Regions from separate parts of the Sus scrofa genome. Here region 1 is linked to region 2. The links are chromatin contacts, called in public HiChIP or PLAC-seq maps. All regions are on one chromosome and are shown on one strand. Each heading gives the region's core, a stretch centred on a gene start, on an enhancer-like site or on the middle of the called end of the contact. The rest is flanking DNA. Distances are from core to core; before and after follow the strand shown. Region 1 overlaps FAM53B (protein FAM53B). Region 2 overlaps LHPP (phospholysine phosphohistidine inorganic pyrophosphate phosphatase).

Region 1 (6,050 bases), core at 1,260-3,759, 170 kb before region 2:
AGAGTCCGGGAAGGGCCCTCGGTTTGCATTGCCCCAAGTGGCTTCTGGGGTACCCCCCAGTTCCCCACCCCCGCCCGCAGACTTGGGGAACAATGCTGGTGGCTCGGGACGGGGCGGCAGAGCACCGGCGAGTCTCCAGAGCCGACTTGCTCGAGTCCCTCGCCCCCCGACGCCCCCTGAAGCAGGCTCCCTCTGTCTGACCGCCGGGGTTCATTAACACGTACTGTACTTCGTACGATGGTGAACAAAGAACAGCTCTTTGCAGCAATTGATGAATGGGATTCTGCCTCCTATAGGCCACACTCCGAGACTTCCATACGTTACAGTCTCCGGACTCGGTGGTGTTGGGCAAGTGGCCCCCGCGGTGGGCTGCATTCCGGGCCCGGGATCCTGGGCAGGGCATTTGTGCCGCTGCCGCCGCCGCCGTCATCACCACCACCACCACCACCACCACCACGCTCGCCTTGCAGGAGCGGGTGCAGATGGAGTCAGGCTTACGGTTGTTCAACAGGAACAAATGTTTGTTGAATTGTTGGATGGTGGAGACAAGGGACTGTTTTCTATTGACTGCCGCAGGAGTTGGAACGGCATTGTTTATTGGCCTGGGAAGCCAGGCAAGCGTCTTGTGCTGCTTACAACATATTAGCAGACTTCCAAATGACATACTAGCATATGTGTTCCCAGCAGTTCCCACTGGCTGGAAGAGGAATCCCTTCTTGCTCAAGATCCTGGACTCTAGGTTAAAAGATGCCACCAGGTTTGGGGACTTGGGAAGGAATGGAATTAGTAGACTGGGTGAAACTCACTGTTCCTGACTTGGCCAGGTTTTGGTTTCATTTTAATTTATCTACTTAACAGTAACTTGTCTCAGTTACAGTTCTGATACAGAATTGCAGATCTGTAGGGGTTTCTTGCTTTTCTTTCCCCTTTTTCCTTAGCTGTGATAAGGATAACTAGAGAAACAAAAACCCAGCCATCTGCCCTAGTTGGTAGGCCTGCATTAGTGGGAGAAAGTTTGCGTCTTGAATTCAGGATGGGTAGCCCTTGACCTGGCGTCAGTACTTGGATGCTGCCAGCCATGCTGCAGACCTAGGAACCTGCTGATCCAGCTCCCAGGGTGCTGCTCCAGTCCAGAAAATGAAGGAGAGCCACGGGGCAGGTCTGTGTCTTCCTCCCAAATGCCCCTCCAGAGAACAACAGTAATTTTGCTCAAGGACTTCTTTTCCCATGAGAAGGTGATGTTGCTGTGCAATCATTTAAACATCAAAGACAAGTTTTTAAATAAAAGCCAGCAGTGTAGTTGCTGAAGAAGTGGACTTGAACGTCCTAAGGCTGGCAGAACAAGTAGAGCATTCCACTGTTTTGATTGATGATGTTTTCAGTCAGTTTCTTTCCTCTGTTTTCAACTTCGGGTATGTTGCATGTAGTAGCATTTTAGAAGTTCATAAAATTCTTTGAGGAAAAGCTTGGCGATACCTTATTGTAAACGTGGTGGCTACAGTTAAATGGCATATTATGGGAAGTCCTGTAGTTAGTTCTTAGGCTCTCTCTCCGTTCCTTTGAGTCTTCATTCCCCTGTTGATTCCTCCAGTCTTGCCTGCCTCTCCATCCCCCTTGTGCTCTAGGAACCTAGTGGGTTGGGTGTCCCTTAGGTGGGTTCAGGGAGCAGGCGCCTGACCCATGATGGAAGCTCAGGAAAGGCCAGCCCGCTCTCCTCCCCTGCAGGAGGCTGGAGAGGAGGAAGCCTTGTGTAAAATCCGGGAGCTGGCAGCAGAGGACGCCTCGGAGCAATTTGGTGTATCTTTGCCTTGCTCTTTAAAAAAGCACGCCCTTACCCACTGCTTGATGCTGTGGGCCCTCAAGACGGAGCCTGGGCCCACTGTGGATGTTTCATGCAGGCAGTGCGACTTTTTTGAATTGCGTGCTGTGTGGAAAACTTTGTTCTTGCCCTTAAAAAAAAAAAAAAAAAAAAAAAAAAAAGACTGAAATAAGCAAATACATCAGCACAGCCCCCATCATTACCATCACTATACACACCTCTCTGATGTGTAATAAAAGAAACCTGCAGGCATAATTTGTTATGTAATATGCTGATAATACAGGTTTCGGTTTTAGATGGAAACCAGATGTGCCGAGGTTCTCTTTAATTGATCCAGCAAGGGGGACACTTTAATAGATTAACTAGCCCTTGCAAACCCCGGAGGTGATTTTTTTTTTTTTTTTTTTGACTTGAGAGAATCCCAAACCCAGGGCTTTTTTCGAGGTTTTTGCCTCTCAGCTTCTTGCTTTGCTGCAGCTGTCCTTTTTGTCAGCCTCTTCCTCTCTTGAAAGGACCGGTTTGTTGCCAACACGAAGCACATGGCCGGGTCTGGCGGGGCTCAGCGCAGCTTAACTCTGCCGGGCTCCACTCTGCTCGCCTGGTCCAGCTGCCGTCCCGCCCTGCGCCCTACAAAGGGACTTGGGTGCCGTGGGGAATGCTGACTGGTTTCCCTCCGCCCCTCTCCGAGATGTCTCATCGTCCAGGGAGAGTTGTTGTTTAAACTTGCCCAATGAATAAACTTTCCAAAATCATTGACTCTCTTTCTGTGATTAATTTCTATGTTTGTTTCCTGCCGAACTTTATGAGGGTTCTTTCTACACGGCTGAGTCACCTTTATTATGGCCCAAGGTCGGGGACTGCACTGTAATAGCTGACCCCATTAACAGCAGTTTCATTGCGTGCCGGGATGTGAACTTTGGAAACAAACCCAGCGGCTTAGATATGCTGATGTGCCCGGAGACTTGCTCAGAAAATTTTTTGTTTTAGCGCAGTTTACATTACCATGATGAATGACCCGCGCCACTGCAAAGTCTATATTCAAAAGCAATTTACCGTTCCCCAGGGTTCTTCTTATGGTGAAGTAATTTTCTTTGCCAAACAACTTTGTTTTAAGGTAACTTCTTGTTTGATGTTTAATCCAAACCTCCTGTGCCCGCAGTTTGGGATCAAGGTTTGGGCCTCGAAAATTGCGGGTTGTGGTTTTGGTGGTGCCGGTCCTCGCCCTCCCGAACTTTGGTCACGGGGGGGCCCCCCCGGATTCTGGTCTTCACCAAGTCCTCCGAGATCCTGAGCAGCAGCAGAGCTGGTGCCGCGCTGGTTAGGATGGGAGGAAATCTTCCAGAGGAAACTTGGCTTCAGGCTGTCTTGGAGGGAGGCTGAAGCGGAGGACAGGCCTTTTTATTTTTTTTTTTCCCCTCGCAGCAACTGGAGATACTTGAGCTTTTGCAAAAAACAGAGACGTCTTTGCTGCAGCTGCCTCCTCCTCCTCCTCCTCCTCCTTTTCCATCTTCTTCTTCTTCTTCTTCCTTTTTTTGTGAAGTGTGGGTTGATTGAGAGGGGAAATGCTGATGGGTGGGTCTGAAAGCAGTCTTAGGAACCCGAGAAAATAAAAACACAGTTGAAGGACTCTGGAAGATTTTGCATTTCAAAGGGTCTACCTTGTAGAATTTCACATCACGTCAGGGGTTACGGAGAAGTGTGACAGGCACCCCGCTTCTTTACCGTTCTCTTCTCCTGCCGTGGGGGCTGCTCGGGAAGCTGCCTTGGGGGGGATGGGGGCCGCCCGGCCAGACTGTGCAGGACTGTCACGGAAACAACAGCACCCCTTAGGCATCCGGAGTCCCCGGAGGGACTTTTTGCACTGGCCCCTCTCAGGAGTTGAAAGCAGTGGGCGGTCGGTAAACAGCGCATTTGATCCCAGGACGCAGGAGCAGGCCAACTCCTGGCTGCTCTGGCTCTGTTCGCTCTCCCATGAAACAAAGAACCAGCTTCTCCCCCCTGTACTGGTGTAATATGGTTCCCAAGAGCCCAGGATGCAGGCCCACAAAGAGGGTGCAGCGGCATTGAGCCCAGGTGGGTGTGGATTATTCAAAGGACAACAGCAGGACCCAGTGGTGGTTGAAAGCTCACCCTTGGCCGGGGGCTTTGCAGATGCTCCCTCTAATTCTCAAAGCCGTCCTGCAGTTAGAGCCGAAGACACAGGCTCAGAGAGGCCAAGTAACTGGCCCAGGGCCACACAGCTGGAAGGCCAAGCATCTGGTGGCTCTCCTCTGGTGTGTCTGGCTGCAGAGCCTGCCTGCTCTCCATACAGCACGCTGTTGGTTGGTGTGTTCAGGAGGTGGAGGTACAGGGTTCTGTTTTATCTCAAAACACAAATTTTGTTTAGTCTGTTAACACCACGGGGACACGTAGACGTTGTAACTGCCTCTTTCTCTTGCCCTCCCTTTCCATAGCACCCCCACTTTTTTTTTTTTTAAAGGAGTGATTGGATTCTGTATCTACCGTAGGATCAGAGGCGGTGACCCAGATGGGAAGACTGAAATGTTTTGCTTCCTTCCGACAAAAGACAGATTCACAAGAAAATACAATCTTTTCCAGTGACCTTCTGGGGGAAGCAGGGGCCAATCTGGCCGCCCACTGGAAGCATCACCCTTTATTCAGAGCCCTTTGCCATTAAAGAGATTGTTAAAAGGGTTTCCAGCATTTTTAAAATTTTCGTTAGTAGTTCAGATGTCCCAGAGGAAATGATCTTGGGGTGCCTGCCCCCCCCCGGTTCGTATAATATCATGTTTTGTTTACATGCCTCAGGTAATCAAATAACGGAACACAATTGCGCCTTCTCCAGCGCGTGGGCACTTGGTATGCCCCAGCCAGGGCTGGGCAGAGGCCCTGCATTCTGTCCCAGACAGATGGCCCTTTGCAGGTTGATGGCGGGTTGGGCGGGGTTGGGGTGAGGATGCTGGTCTCCAGCAAGGGCTGCCTGGCTCGGGCTGCTGGCCTTTCTGCTCCTAAAGCGTTTGTGGGAGAGGCCTGCGACCTCGACCCCGAGGTTTTAGAACGGACAGCTGTGGTCTTTGACCTTGGCTGCACATTAGAATCACCTGGGGAGGTTTACCAATCTGGATGCCCAGACCAGATCCAGGACCGGTGACGTCAGAATCTTGGAGAGAAGGCGTACCACTCTGTGCTGGTATTTTAAAGTATTTTGAGTTGCTTCTGTTGTGCATTGAAGATTGAGAATGAGAGCCGGCATGGACCCTGCCTCTGCCTCGCTCCCCTTCCCAGGGGGTTAGGGACCTGCCTGTGGAGGAGTGGAATAAACCTGTTGAAATTTTCCGCAGCCTGCTGCTGGGTCTCTGTGAGGGAGAATCTGAAATGTACCCACCCCTGGGCGAAGTGCCTGCTGCAGGCATCAGCCAGGTAGTTCCTGTTTCTGCCGGGTCTTGGGTGCGCCTCCCTGCACAGGAACCAGTACAGCCCCTCTGAGCCACCTTCTTTCTAGAAGGAAGAGGGCAGGTTTTTGTTCAGTCTGTTGTCTCAGGGTGGTTGTCCTGCGTGCCCTGCACCGCCACCCTCCCGCTCCCGTTGGTCTTTCCAGTGTCTTGTTCCTGCTGAAAGTTTGGCACATGGTATCCCCCTGGGGCTCAAAGGAGGGAAGATGCAGTTTGGGTCCAGGGTGCGTCTTGGTGATTTTCAGTGTGTCGTTGGTCCTTTTCTTCTTGGTTTGCAGTGAGTGTCATACTGTCGGCCACCTGGCTGGACCTGACTGTTGGGAACCCGTCCTCTTACATACCTGGGACTGATTACATGTTGTAGAATTGTGTTTAGGGTGGTCCGGGGTTGGCCGAGGAGAGCGAGAGCTGCCGTGGCCTGCTGATGTCATCTTACAGAAGGGACATCCCGCGAGAGAGATGCAGTGATGGCCCCAAGGTCACATGGCCAGTGCACGGAGGGACCAGAACCTGCGTTTCTCCCGGGTCCCCTGCTTGAGGGCCGTCCTCTGTCCTTTGAGACTTTGAGACACAGTCTCGCTTGCAGACCGCGAGCTGCAGCACAGACCCACAGGCAGCAAGGTCACGGTTTAGAGTTCTTTAGGCTGGTGCAACGTGCCATCATTGCTCTTGGTGGACTTGGCCGGTGCGTCCCACTCTTTGCTTGCTCCCCTGATGTGTGCACAGCAAGCATCCTACAGCCCACTGAGAGTGCCAGCCAGGGACACTGAGTCCTGACG
Region 2 (6,054 bases), core at 11-2,510:
GCAGAGGTGGGAGTCTGGAGCCTGAGGCAGCAGAACAGGCTGGGCACCTCTGGGAGAGGGCTAGCTGGGCATCAGAGCCACCAGCCTCCCCTCCACTTGGTCTCAGAGGCAGGTGGTATTGAGGCTGGGGGCTGTGTCCTCAGGAACTGTGGAGGGCAGGTGGGCACTGGTGCTGGCGGGCATGACAAAGATGACAACAGGTACCAATCCTGGGAAGACACGATTTCACAGGAGGTAGTGGCTCCTACGGCCTCATTTTAGAGACAAGCTATTAGAAGTGGGGGCGCAGGAGTTTCCGCTGTGGCTCAGTGGGTGAAGAACTTGACTTAGGGAGGATGTGGGTTCCACCCCTGGCCTCACTCAGTGGGTTAAGGTCCTGGCATCGCCATAGGCTGTGGTATAGGTCACAGTGTGGCTCGGATCTGATGTTGCTGTGGCTGTGCTGTAGGCCAGCAGCTGCAGCTCTGATTCAACCCCTAGCCCGGGAACCTCCATGTGCCACGGGTATGTCTACAAAAAAGAAAAACAGTGGAGGCATCGCAAGGCCCACACAGAGGACCCAGGACGGCAAGGTGATGGCCCTAGAGTGATGGCTCTAGATCCCACCCAGACCAGCCCCCTCTGCGGGCAGGCTCCTGCTCTGAGCATGGCGGTTACCCTGGGGGCACAGAGGAGGCTGTGGGCAGCGGGCCTGGCCATCTCAGGCTTGCGGGCCAGCGGGCCCCGTCCTGCAGCCCCGGCTGCCCTCATCTGCAGCTGGCATCCAGAGCCCCTTTCCTAGAACCGAGGGGAAGAGCCAGGCACACACCCCTGTGCCCATAAACACGCTATGATGGTGCCGCAGCAGCTGAACCACCCACTGCACGTGAAACACATGATACCCCCCTCCTGGGTTTCTAGAAATCTTCCAGATGAACAAAAGCAGCTGTACTGTCTGAGCACAAGGACGCACAGACAGTGGAGAAGGGGCCTCGTGCCTGACGGCTCAACAAGGGCTGTGTCTGGGGGGCAGTCATCCTCAAGCAAGGGCTCAACAACCATAAAGGGGGGTCCCTCCAGAGCCCCCTGACCCACAGCTGCCTGAGGGCAGAGGCCACAGGCACAGGTCGGGAGAGGGTACCGAAAGGGCAGTCTCGGCAGGAGACCAGGCTCCCTCGGCCAGGAAGGAGTCCCCTGCCGCCGGGGCTGTTCAAGTCCGGCCTGCAGGCGGGAAGAGGAGAGGCATCCATCCAACGCCCAGGCCTCGGAGCCACCAGCCCCGCATGCCGAGGTTAGGACATGTGTCACCCGTTTCCTGCCAGGCCAGCACTGTCCCCATGGCCAGCAGTTACCGAGCCAGGTGCTTTACAGCTGCTTCGTGATTTGATTTCATCCTTGTAACACTTGACAAGGCAGACATGCCCAGACCCATCTGCAGACGGAAAAGTGAGGCTCAGGGATTCACCCCTGGCCCCAAAGGGCCCAGTCTGGCTCTGACTGAGTCAGGATTCAAACCTGGGCCTCTTGAATCCAGAGACCATGCCTCTTGCTGCAGCCAGAGGCCCACCTGCCTGGCAGCCCCTTCCATGGAGGGAAGACTCCATTCCAGCAAATCACACCACCGGTCACCAGAGGAATCCAACATACACTGGGCTCCAATTAAAAAAAAAGAGTAGCAAATGGCTTCTTCTATCAATTTCCAAGGCTTTAAAACAAAAAGGACCAGCACTATAAAAGAAAGCCCCTTTCTTTCCAGAACTAGGGCTTAGAAACCGAGTTCCTTCCTTTCCCTTAAAGCTCTGTGTGGAGCAGATAAGATTCATTCATTAGGAGGCTTTCACGCCAGCGATGCATTGCTAGGAATTATTTTGCAGAAATTAGACTAGATTTTCATATTAGAAACATGAGTTCCCATTCAGAACTAAACATGATAATCACTATTGACTTAAAAGGAGTCACGCCTTTAAAAATGCATGCCTTTATCCTAAAATGTCCCCCTTCTCTGTTCTTTCCAGGTCAGGGAGGCTTCAAGGCCACTGACCTTGTCCCATGAGAAAGACACAGCAGAAAGAGCCGACGTCACTGTCCAGGGCTCAGGTGTCAGCTGAGGCTTTGCCCAACCAGATGCACAGCTCGGCTCAGCTGCAGCCCGTCACACGGAGATCCAGACTTAAAGACCTGCGGCCAGCCAGGGTCTCCACCTGCATGTCCAACACACCTCTCCATCATACAGAGGCCAAAGCAGGACAGCCCCCAGCCCTGGGCTGCCCTAACAGCCCAGCTTCCAACCCCCAAGCCCACCAGCGGCTCGGGTCCCCAACCTGCAGTCTCCCTGGCCCTCCCGCCCCACCGCTCCCCAGCCTGCCTGTCCCCAGCTCTGGACCGAAATGTTTTCAGACTAAAGATGTGATGTCTGATGTTTGCTTCAATTAGTCTACATGGGCCTGGCTAACAGGAATTGTAACAAAGTACCATGACCTAGGGGGCTGAAGATAAGATGGATTTCTTCTCTCACAGTTCCGGAGGCCAGAGGTCTAAAATTGGGGTGTTGGCAAGACCACACCCCATCCAGCAGCTCTTCCTTGTTTCTCCCGGCTTCTGGCGGCCCCAGGCGTTCCCTGGCTTGTGGCCGCGTCCCTCCCATCTCTGCCGTGGTGTCACACGGCTGATTTCTCTCTCTGTCTTTGCCTCTTCTCCTCCTGAAGGACGCCAGCCACATGGCATTAAGGGTCCACCCTACTCCAGTGTAGCTTCAGCTTAACTGGTTAAATCTGCAACAACTCCACTGCCAAATAAGCTCAGCTTCACAGGGCCCTGAGCATCTCCCCAGCCTGGGCAGGCCTTGCCCTGGAACTGTTCTTTCTGGATCCCTCCATCAGCCCAGGCCTCCTCTTTACAGCCAGAAACTCTAGGCAATGCTACCCGGAGCCACGCCAGAGGCCTCGGGGGCCCAGGGGGCTCTCTGTGTGTTCCCAGGAGATGGAAAAGAGGCTGACCCCTTCTGCGTGCTCAAACTTCTGCCTGGTGGACACCAGGGAGAACCAGCTGTGACTTTCCAGAACTTCTCTTTCCTCCCCAATGACGTGCATTAACAGAATCATTAATGGAATCTAAAGTCCAAACCATTAAGTGAGAAACTGGAAACAGTTTTTAAACATGAAAATAAGCTTTAGAAAGCATTTCTTTCTTTCTTTTTGGAAGAGAAAAGAAAAGGAAAAAGTCCAAATGCATTAACAAGGGGGCTGGAGCACCCACACCTAGGACCCGTGTGAAGGACACGGGACTCGCGAGCAAAAGGTGCGAGGTAGCACTTCTGCCGCGGACCTGGCAGGTGTCCGGGATGCGAAGTGAGAAAAGCTGGGTGCAAAGAAAAACATACAATTCTGCTTTTTAAAAAACAAACAAGACGACCCCCGCCCCTCAGGGGTGTGTGTGTGTGGAGAGGGACAGAGAAAGAGAGAGAGAGAGAGAGAGGCACACGGCAGTTCGTGAACGCGTTATTCTGGAGGTGGGGGTAGGAGAGAGGAGAGAGAGCGATACAGAAATTAAAGACCACAGGAAAATAAAACAACCCGTGGGATACAGTGTTAAGTGAAAATGCCCAACACCAAACTCAAACCATAATATTCTAAGTATCTAAAAATTGATATAAAGGAGACCGCCACACACCAAGGGATGGAGAATGGAGTGTGCCATGTGCGGGGGACTCCAGGGAAGGTGACGATGGTGAGGCTGGAGGGGAGCAGGGCTCCTAAGGACAGGAATTCTCCACAGGCCATGGGAAACCCGCAGAAGGCGCTTGAGGGAATTTGTGTCTGAGCTCCTTCCGGCTCCGGGAAGGTGGACTGGAGGGTGAGGGCAGGATGGAGACAGGGGACCAGCCAGCAGCCGCTGCCAGTGTCGGTGTGAGCTTTGGGGCACAGATTCTGGTGCAGAGGCGGGATGGTCACGGTGACCGAGGAGGGTGATGGCAGGACAAGGGCTGGCTGAGCAGTGGCCCCTACAAAGGTGTTGGGTGGGGACAAGGCAGATGGGACCATGGCCTTGATGACAAGCACATCTAGTGCAAGAAGGCCCCCGGTGGAAGGGTCAGGACAGCGCAGGAGCCCACCCGGGGAAGGTCATGGGTGCTGGGGAAGCACGGCCACCTTCTCGGGGTGGGCACCTGTGGGGCCCCAGCTGGGCAAGGCCCTTCCCTGCTGCAACTCCAGCCTTCACTTTGTCTCTGAGCACCAGGACTGCAAGGTTTTCTGGAAGGGAATGTGGGTCTGAATCCAGCCTAGCTGCCACTTAATTCTGGGACCCTGGGCAACACATGGCCTCTCAGAGCTGCAGTCCCCTCAACAGTCAAGAGCCACAGCCCCACTGGGCGGTTTATAATGACTAGGTGACAGTGGCCGCATCCCCTATGGCCGGCCTGGACCAAGCGCTCAGAAGACGAGAGCTGACTCTCGGTGGCGGTGCCATCCTCACCCACATGGGAGCAGGGCTGCCGGGACGGGCACCTGTACTGCTGTTGTAAGCCACGTGACTTCAGACAGATCACTCAGCCACTCGGTGCCCAGGTACCTTATCTGTTAAACCAGGCATCGCCTGACGATGAGTTTTAAATGAGGTAAAAACAGACAAGCACCCTGCCCTGGGGAAGTGTGCCCTCCACACCAGCTGCTGTCATTGTCACCGCTGTCAACAGCGCCCTAAGACCCACAGCCAAACAAGAGGAAGCTGCTGGGAATTCCAAATTCAGTGTGCGAGAAGGGACTGCCCAGAGCTAAGCAGAGGCCAGCCCAGCAAAGTCTAGCAGATGGTGGAGCAAATGGGTTTGGCCTGGTGTGCAAGGCAGCAGAGCCTCAGGGCCTGGTGCGCAAGGCAGCAGTCCTGGGCCGGAGTGGCACATAGATTTAAGCCCCTGGAAGGCCAGCCTGAGGGATGAAGTGGGGGCTGGTTTCTGGCTACTCTAACCCAAATTTTGTTCGAAGCAGCAGTGGGCCGACTCTCAGGTGGAGATGCGTGGCGAAGCCAGGTGAAAGTTCCACCGCCTTTGCCAGGAACTTCCCTCCCCAGAATCCCTGATCAGGCACGGTCGTGTGAGCCAGTTCCAAAGATACAACCAGAAGCCTGGAAGTTAGGAAAGGCGGGCACCATGGGGAGAGCTTTCACTAAAAGCTTTCCACTTAAAAGGGACACTCGGAGAAAAGGTCACTGGCCCTGCCTTGCAGGTGACTGTGACACCCTGTGCCATGGCAGCCCTTTTATGACCATGAGGTGACAAACAGAATGAAAAGCCAGCGTGCTAAGCAGGGGCGGATGGATCGCAAAGCTAAAGACTCTTCAGTTTCGGGCCCCTAAGTGGTGTAGGCACCTTCCAGGGCCCCAGAAAAGTGTTCACATAAATAGTCACTTTTTAATTGACGTAAAATTCGCATAACACAAAATTTACCATTTTCTTTTTCTTTTTCCCTCTTTTTACGGCCCCACCTGTGGCATATGGACGTTCCTGGGCTAGGGGGTCAAATCGGAGTTGCAGGTGAGGTCTACCCTGCAGCCACAGCAACACCAGATCCTGGGCATACCTGCAGCCTATGCCACAGCTTGTGGCAGCGCCGGGTCCTTAAACCACTGAGCAGGCCAGGGATCGAACGCGACTCCTCATGGACACTGTGTCGGGTTCTGAATCCGATGAGACACCATGGGAACGCCCCCCATTTGCCCCTTTGCAGTAGCTTTCAGTGCATTCCCAAGGTGATGCAACCATTCCCGCAGTCTAATTTCACAACAATTCATCACCCCAAAAAGAAACCCCATACACATTAAGTCATTGGTCTCACCACGCCTGGCTCCACTCGTCTACCCTCTCTCTCTACAGACGTGCCTGTTCTGGATGATTCCAACAAAGGGAACCACAAGCTGCGGCTTTTGTGTCTGGCTTCTGTCACTTGGCACAACACCTCCAAGGTCCGTGTGTGTCACAGCGTACGTCGGTATCTCCTTCTCCAGGGCCGAGTGAGGCCCGTTGCCTGGACGGGCCACACTGCGTCCAGCCCCTCATTAGCTGAAGGACCTCTGGGTGGTTTC

Evidence for each region. HiChIP or PLAC-seq counts read pairs in DNA pulled down with a chosen protein or histone mark.
Region 1: an H3K27ac HiChIP or PLAC-seq map of skeletal muscle shows a contact between it and region 2. The contact joins two enhancer-like sites. A contact is called at or near these places in 16 of 47 Hi-C or Micro-C datasets (alveolar macrophages, blood, embryonic fibroblasts and 9 more) and 2 of 2 datasets of contacts at active chromatin or transcription factors (alveolar macrophages and skeletal muscle).

What each region holds. Positions count from the first base shown.
Region 1 is chr14:134,113,145-134,119,194 of Sscrofa11.1, reverse strand. The region is part of intron 1 of FAM53B (protein FAM53B); the gene reads left to right. Among named protein-coding and RNA genes, the nearest start is that of FAM53B, 19 kb to the left of the region's middle. Within about 2 kb of position 2,509, at least 27 of the 83 cell types and tissues checked have an H3K27ac peak or open chromatin away from gene starts, as enhancers often do. A contact at or near this core is called in skeletal muscle, where this site is marked.
Region 2 is chr14:133,943,952-133,950,005 of Sscrofa11.1, reverse strand. All of the region lies in intron 6 of LHPP (phospholysine phosphohistidine inorganic pyrophosphate phosphatase), which reads right to left. Among named protein-coding and RNA genes, the nearest start is that of TRNAE-UUC, 52 kb to the right of the region's middle. Within about 2 kb of position 1,260, at least 10 of the 83 cell types and tissues checked have an H3K27ac peak or open chromatin away from gene starts, as enhancers often do. A contact at or near this core is called in skeletal muscle, where this site is marked.